Linked DNA regions of Mus musculus: region 2 is linked to region 1. Evidence: chromatin contacts called from public promoter capture Hi-C data. All regions are on one chromosome and are shown on one strand. The core of a region is the stretch at or near the end of the contact, and the rest is flanking DNA. Distances in the headings are between cores, read along the strand shown. Region 1 holds the start of 1700102P08Rik (RIKEN cDNA 1700102P08 gene). Region 2 holds the start of Lamb2 (laminin, beta 2).

Region 1 (3,763 bases), core at 1,245-3,744:
TGGGTCAGCTTTTAAATCTCTCTCCATATCCTTCCTGCGGTCCAGATTGGGGGCGGGGTTGAGGGGAGAAGATGGGGAATTAGATATTCTTTCAAGAAAATATTAAAAAACTTCAGAAAATCCAAAACACAACCGATTTATTGTTTTTGAGACAAGGTCCTCACTATACAGTCCTGGCTGGCCTTGAACTTACTGTGTAAACCTGCTTCTGTATCCTGAGGGCTTGGGATTCAAGACATTAGCCATCTTGCCCAGCCAAGACGAAAATGTACTGGTGACCACCATTTATGCTATGACAATATCAGAAACTGGAAACTAAATCCGTGAAGAAACTAAGAGCCGTAATGACCCATTCCCATTACAGGCTGCATTCATCTTTATGAAACCAATACATATATTTGCAGTTAAATGGCTTCTCAATTTCTTGATTTTGGGATAGGCAAGATGACCAGACATTTATGTCCCATCTCATGCAATCATCCCTGATCTAGGTCAGGATGCCTGGGATCAGGCAGTTTGTTTACTTAATAGGCCTAAAGGAGACAGTCCAAAAGCACCCCCCAGCCCCCAGGGACAAGTTTTCTCTGTGTAGCCCTGGCTGTCCTGAACTATAAACCAGGCTGGCCTCAGTCAATCTCAGGTCTACCTCTTCTGCCTCCCAAGGGCCGGGATTAAAGGTGTGTGCCATCACCACCCAGCTGCCAAAAGGTTTTTAAGATGGGTGAAACAAAAACAAGGTAAATCCAGGAAGCAGGGCCTAGCCATAGACTTAGGTGTGGGAAAGGACGGTAAAAGCCAATGCCCGGTCTCTGAACATGTTATTACAACGCTGCACATTATTTTTTGTGTTTAAACCAGGTTTCTGCAGGGCTGACAGTTCACGCCTACATTTCTTACACTTGGGTCTTTGCGAGTATGACAACCCGAGTTGGCTCCCTGAACCCACAGGGCAGAGTCCACTCCTGAAAGGTTCCCTTTGACTTTTGTAAGCATGCTGTGGCTATACACACACACATAGAATTTTTAAAATGAGAAAAAATTGGCAGCTGGAGTATGGCTGGCTCAGTGGTTGAGAGGGCAGCACTGGCTGCTCTTCCAGATCTGAGGATCCCACCTGGTACCTAACAACTGTCAGTAACTCTAGTTCCAGGGGATGTGATGCCACAGCCTTCTGGCCTCTGCAGGCAAAACATCTACATGTACAAAAGACAAACATTAAAAAAACTTAGGGAAAATCCTTAAAGTATCAAACCAGACAAAACATTGCAAAGGCTTGTAGATCAGCGGGAGTGCCTGCCCCAGCATGTGTGAGGCCTTGGATTCAGTCCTTCGCACTACCCACAATTTAAAACTAGCTCAACACCTATTACCCTTTGGTACAGTAGTTTCGATGACTGTTTGGAAAATAACCAGGCTTTCAACCTAAACACATAAAAACTGTTTGCCGGCCCACATTCTAAAAACCATGAATTTCTTGTGTACAGTCAACGCTCCAAAGAGGAGGCTAGCTTAGTCATTAGATCTGAGATCTTCAACTTTTTTGTTTGTTTGTAGACAGGGTTTCTCTGTATAGCCCTGGCTGTCCTCGAACTCAAGAAATCTGCCTGCCTCTGCCTCCCGAGTGCTGTTTGTTTGTTTGTTTTTTTAAACAAACAACGGTTTCTAGAAAGCTATCGAATTAAAATCACCTTAAACTATCTTTTCTCCAGTCTTCCCCATCACCTGCAGCTCTCCAAAACTGTCTGTCACGTGCCAAAATGGAAGACTGCATCAAGACATTTTCCTTGCTGGTCAGAGGTTTCCTTTTGGGGTATAGAGGCTGCTGAAGTTTTGAATTAACCGGAATATGGTGTGTCCCGAAGGCCGGGTTCTCACTCTCAGGAGCACACGAGGCACCAGAGTATGGGGCAGCAGAGGGGCAGGCAGCCAGTGGGTTTCTGCAGAGGAGCCTGTGTACCGGCTGGGAGGTGAGCGACGGGGCGTCCAGCCTCTGCTGGGCTGTGCACTCCTGAGAATGCCTGACTCCTTCAAAGGCTCGGTCTATAGCAGCAGTCAGCTCCTTTCTGCATCTTCGTAGTTTTTCAGACATTTCCCTAAAAGCGACCATGCTTTCTTTTATTAAGTGATAATTGTAAATGCACGGAGCAACGGGAAAATGATGCTTCTATACAGGAGGCTGGGATTCAACCTCGATTTCGAGTATGACCTACGGTTATACAACATCATCCTTCGTTCTTTTCCTCGGAGGGGCGGATCACCCGCCATTCTCAGAGGACCCAGGGTCACGGGATTCTCAGAGGACCCAGGGTCACGGGGGAGGGCCCGAGACGCCCCGCCTCACCGCCCAGAGCTTCCTTAGCCTGTAGGCCGCTAAGCCTTTTCCCTCCACCCACTACTGCGCCCAGTTGCTGTCTGGGCCCCCAAACTATGGCCAGCCTAGACAGGACGGGGCCCCGTTGAGTCCTCACCCAGCCGTTGCCGCACAAGAGTGCCCAACGGTCACTGAGTCCACGTTCCAAGACCAGCGATTCCCAACCCCCACCTACTAGGTTAAAGGTCGAGGTGAAGACTCACATGACCCCAATGGGAACAAAGGCCCTAGAGCTGGCCTGTTAGGTTGCCGGCTTTGCCACTAGGGGAGTAAGGGAAGGGTTAAGGAAGAGAATCCGGTCTGGAGAGGGTCTATTACCGAAAAAGTATTTTCTTAAACCTTATTAACTAGAATGTTTGGAGATCTGAAAAATACCCATTGTGTTCTTCTGAAGCTAACGTGGAGAAACAATGCCACACACTGCACCCAGTTTTATGAATAGACTTCTTTTAAGGGAGAGCTAATGAAAGTTCCACATAGAATCACTTTATCAAGGGCAGTGGGGGACAAAACAGAACTTCTAGGAGTCTGTGAGAAACTGAAAACAATAGCCCAATACTAACTTCATTTCATAACCGGGAAGGCGGCTGGAAAATTCTGAGAGAACAAGAGAATAGAAACGGGTTTCAGAGACAGTTTAGAAAACTATAAGCCCATCTCAATGAACAGCAAAGAACTAGAGGACAACATCAAATTTGCTGGAGGCTTGGTTTACTGTGGCCAGACTACTGGGGTGAGCAGTGTGGGCACCAGAATCCAAAACCCAGTTCGGAGCAGCCCTGCAGGTGGGTCTTCATGGCTGCACCATGCTCATTGCAGGGTCTTCCTCTCCACTCTTTGGAATCCATGAGACACATGCCACTGTGCACCAAACCCCAGCCCACAATTGAGCTCCACAGGTTTTTCTCTCACCACCCGTTTAAAAGAAAAAATAATCCAGCCTCTTAACATAGAGCCCTTCTCAGAAAGCAGGGTTTCTCTTTCCTTCCTCTTCTCATAAAAGGAGGTAATGTCCTCATCTGGTTTGAGATTGATATGAGCAGTCTTCAAGAGTGCCACAGATATTCTCCTGGGGGAGGATGCTGGTGTTGGGAGGGTGGCAGGGTCACAGAGGCCACATCAGTTGGTGTCCATGTTGTAAGCCTCCTCATCCCCCATGCCCTGGTGTGAGCTGCTCAGCTTCACCCCTCCATCAGAACCGGGGAAACTGCCGAGCGAAGATGTGCTGGAGCATTCGTCATCCCGACGCTGATAGAACAACACGTAGGCGGCTTTCGTCTAAAACACAAGGAATGGGGTCCATTCACTGATAATAAACTCACCCCACCCCTTTCCTAGCACCTGTGATCCCAGCAAGGCGAGGGGGGCCTGACAGGAGGATTCTTTTTCCAA
Region 2 (3,305 bases), core at 357-2,856, 87 kb before region 1:
CTTCACGTCCATCACAGACCCCACTAGCTGGGTCCCAGCCCTTACCTCGCCTTCCGTAGACGGCTCGATTTCTGAGTAGCGGGACTCACACACTACATCATCCCAGCGACGTGGCGGGGCCAGTGGGATTCCCGGGAAGTCAGCCCCGCAGTCATAGGAAAAATATCGGTACACGTGCCAGGTGCGGCCAAAGTCTGCAGAACGCTCCACCAGCATAGCAGCAGGCCGGAACGTCTGGATGGGGAAGGAGGACATGTCTGACTAGCAGGAACCAGGACTTCAGTCCAGCCTAGGTTACGGAGAGCTCTGCTTAGTCATGATCACTGCTGAGCATCTCAGACACATGGGAAAGACTAGGAAAGCCAGACCATGATCAGACCAGGGAGGACAGCCACCTCTGACAGGCAGGTTAAAATACCACGAGACCCAGAGAGACTGTATCTGACTTAGCCTAGGAATGGGGCACAAGAGAGCATGTGCAGAGGTGTTCAACTATGGAAGCCATGCAGGACGTGACCATGCTTCACACATAGAGCACAACACAGGAGCTCAGGGAAGCTTCGTTGTAGAGCTAGGACTCTGTTAGGGGGTACTGAGAAGCAAAGCAAAATCAGGCGGGTTCGCTGACGCGCAGGCACCTTGAACGTCATAATGAGGTGGGTGAAATGAAACTCAGCTTCCAGGTCCAGTTGGATGGTGACCATTGGAACCCCTGCAGCAGGAATAGGGGGTCAAGGTTCTGCGGTTACTGGTTACAAGCCCTAGTCATCCTGATGACCTACTCAGGGGCTCACCGTTCTCCGATTGCCACCAGGCTGTCCGGCGTTGTGGCGCAAAGCTGGTGACTACATTCTGGATCCGATGACTATTTGGGTTGTCTCGAGCAGAGAAGGGACGTCGGGAGTCACACAGGAAACACTTCTTTTCGTCCTGGATTGGGTGGAGTGTAGGATAGGTACCTTAGCTGGGGCCGACCCCACCCTGACCCAGCCCTCTCCTCTGGGGCCCCAGAAGCACCTGCAGGTGACTGACAATACAGTAGGGTTGAGGGCTATGCAAGCCACACGTGGATGAGGCCGTCAGTCTGTCCGCACGGCCCACCAACAGGTCACCGGTGGCTGGATAGCAGCTTCCTCGAGAACAGCCAGGTACATCCAAGGACGGGGCCTGGGCCAATGTGGCAGCCAGCACTGAGGACAGTGGGTCAATCAGCTCAGCAGGACTCCTGGTGACTAGCCCCATCCCTTGGGCCCCTGGGAACAGCCTGCCACCCCTGGACCTACCATCACATCCCACAACCTTAGGCCTCACCAGGCCCCCTCACCACTTAGAAGTAGGCCCAAGCGAAGTTCCCATGGCAAAGGCTGTCCCTGCCTGCCCCTCCCTGGTTCTCCTGAGGCCCACTCCATCCTGAAGAAAAGTAAAATAGAGATAAAGAGAGATAAAGAGTCCACAGACGAAAGCCCACCACCTCCCTTGGGGCTGATGCTGACCCGACCGTGTGGGTACTGGGCTGGTGTCCCTCCAGGCCCTCAATCTGTCCAGGGTCGGACCTAGCAGTCACTCCTCCACAATCTGAGAGACTCTGACGACTTTGAGTAAAGTTGGAAAGCAAGGGAAGGAAGTAAAACACGGAGTGGATCTAAAATAGGATTATAACTGAGGATAGCACCCCACCCCCTACCATACCCCTGCCCGCTGCAGACAACCCTCATCCTAAGAACCAGACTTTGGTTACTTCATCCACTTTCTTTTTAAGCTGAAGTTTATTTAGCAGATGTGTACTTAGCAAAGAAGCAGCTTAGTTCGAGGAACTAAAAGGGAGCATCCAAAAAGAAATTAGAGTAGGCTGCTCAAAGACAGAGCATCCTGGTCCACATATCTTCATCGGATCCCTTAAGTCCCGATGTGAACCAGGGGTTGCTGGCAAGCATGGCATTCAGGGGACAGGAAGAGGGCTCGTGGAGTTGGCGGGTGGCAGAGGTAAATCGAGAGGTTTGTGATCTTTGTGTATCAGGAAGGCAGATGGAAGGAGCTTATGGCCTTTGTCCTGGTGTCACTATGGAAACCACAAATCAGCCGCGGGGCTCCCAGGGTTACAGCATCAGTCGGGAGATGGATGGGAAAGGTGCAAGCTAGAATTCTATTGTACCTGTGGAAAGGTTTAGGACGCCCCAAAGGATAGACTAGGACTGAGCTCTCGGAGATACTGGAAAGGCCACGCACTACTGCCTGAAACAGAACTCCGAGGAACTCGACCGTCCATAAGCACTCCAGCAAATGGGTTGCGAGAAAGGTTGCCTGTTTCCTGATTAAAATGGGCTGTGGCTACTCAGTTACCCAGAGGATGGGTTCTGGGTGACAGACTCTGGACCACCAGCAACAAGTGAATCCGAATCTTGTGACTATTTATCCACGCCGGACTTTCCAGTCGCCTGGCAGCCCGGGAGCGGAGGGTTGGAATGCGCGCACCCACTAGGCGCGCGCCCCACCCAGACCCCTGGGACTTCAGGCGGGAAGAGGGTGGGTTCAGGTCCGTACGGCTTGCTTTGAGTGCCACCGCTATGAACAGACTGCTGGAGATCAAGCAAAGATTACTGGAAGCTGCAGGCGCCTGTGGGAAAGCTGAAAGTTCAGAGGAAACTTTCCGCCTCACAAAGGAGGATGGGGGCGGGGCAGTCAATCCGCTGATTTTCCCTGTCACTAGAGTAGACTCTCCTGTCACCTAGAGGAGTCCTGTGAGCAATCTAGGGAAGCTCTGGTATGCTAGAGGTGATAGGTCAGAATTTTAGATCACTCGATAAAGGGGCAGGATGGGGCTAAGGGCATTAGAGGGAGTTACATGATAGTTCTAGTCTCAAGGTTAGACGGCCAATGAGGGACATCATAGAGTCATATTTATTTATTTATTTATTTAGAGACAGGGTTATTTATTTATTTATTTATTTATTTATTTCGAGACAGGGTTTCTTTGTATAGCCCTGGCTGTCCTGGAACTCACTTTGTAGACCAGGCTGGCCTTGAACTCAGAAATCTGCCTGCCTCTGCCTCCCCAGTGTTGGGATTAAAGGCGTGCGCCACCATGCCCAGCTGTCCGTTTTGTTTTTTATTTCTGAGACAGAATCTCCTGTTTCTAGGGCTAACCTTGAACTCACCCCTCCTGGTTCTTCTTTAGTAAGAGATGTGTGTGCCCCGACATGTGCATGATATTCAGGGGATGAAGGCTTGGGATTCATGGATGCCAGGCACACTGTAGCACTTGAGCTGCGTGCCCAGGCAACTGTGAAACACTCGCCAGCTTACTA

What was found. Promoter capture Hi-C pulls out the DNA fragments that hold promoters and counts their contacts.
Region 2: a contact with region 1 is called in a promoter capture Hi-C map of embryonic stem cells. The contact joins the promoter of Lamb2 here to the promoter of 1700102P08Rik in region 1. A contact is called at or near these places in 16 of 39 promoter capture datasets (the 3T3-L1 cell line, 3T3-L1-derived adipocytes, the C10 cell line and 12 more), 1 of 15 datasets of contacts at CTCF or cohesin (large pre-B cells), 10 of 484 Hi-C or Micro-C datasets (bone marrow-derived macrophages, cerebellar granule neurons, cerebral cortex and 5 more), 27 of 115 datasets of contacts at active chromatin or transcription factors (the 230-238 cell line, the SCID.adh cell line, bone marrow-derived macrophages and 19 more) and 5 of 9 other capture datasets (adipose tissue, embryonic stem cells, liver and 2 more).

What each region holds. Positions count from the first base shown.
Region 1 is chr9:108,391,565-108,395,327 of GRCm38.p6, reverse strand. 1700102P08Rik (RIKEN cDNA 1700102P08 gene) reads right to left here and starts at 2,494. Exons shown (of 4, transcript NM_053216.2): 1 at 2,469-2,494; 2 at 1,689-2,093; 3 at 1-34. The coding sequence starts at 2,089. It overlaps Usp4 (ubiquitin specific peptidase 4 (proto-oncogene)), which reads right to left. Exons shown (of 22, transcript NM_011678.2): 22 at 2,799-3,649. The coding sequence ends at 3,491.
Region 2 is chr9:108,478,163-108,481,467 of GRCm38.p6, reverse strand. Lamb2 (laminin, beta 2) reads right to left here and starts at 1,606. Exons shown (of 33, transcript NM_008483.3): 1 at 1,494-1,606; 2 at 1,325-1,410; 3 at 1,018-1,190; 4 at 795-930; 5 at 639-712; 6 at 46-234. The coding sequence starts at 1,409.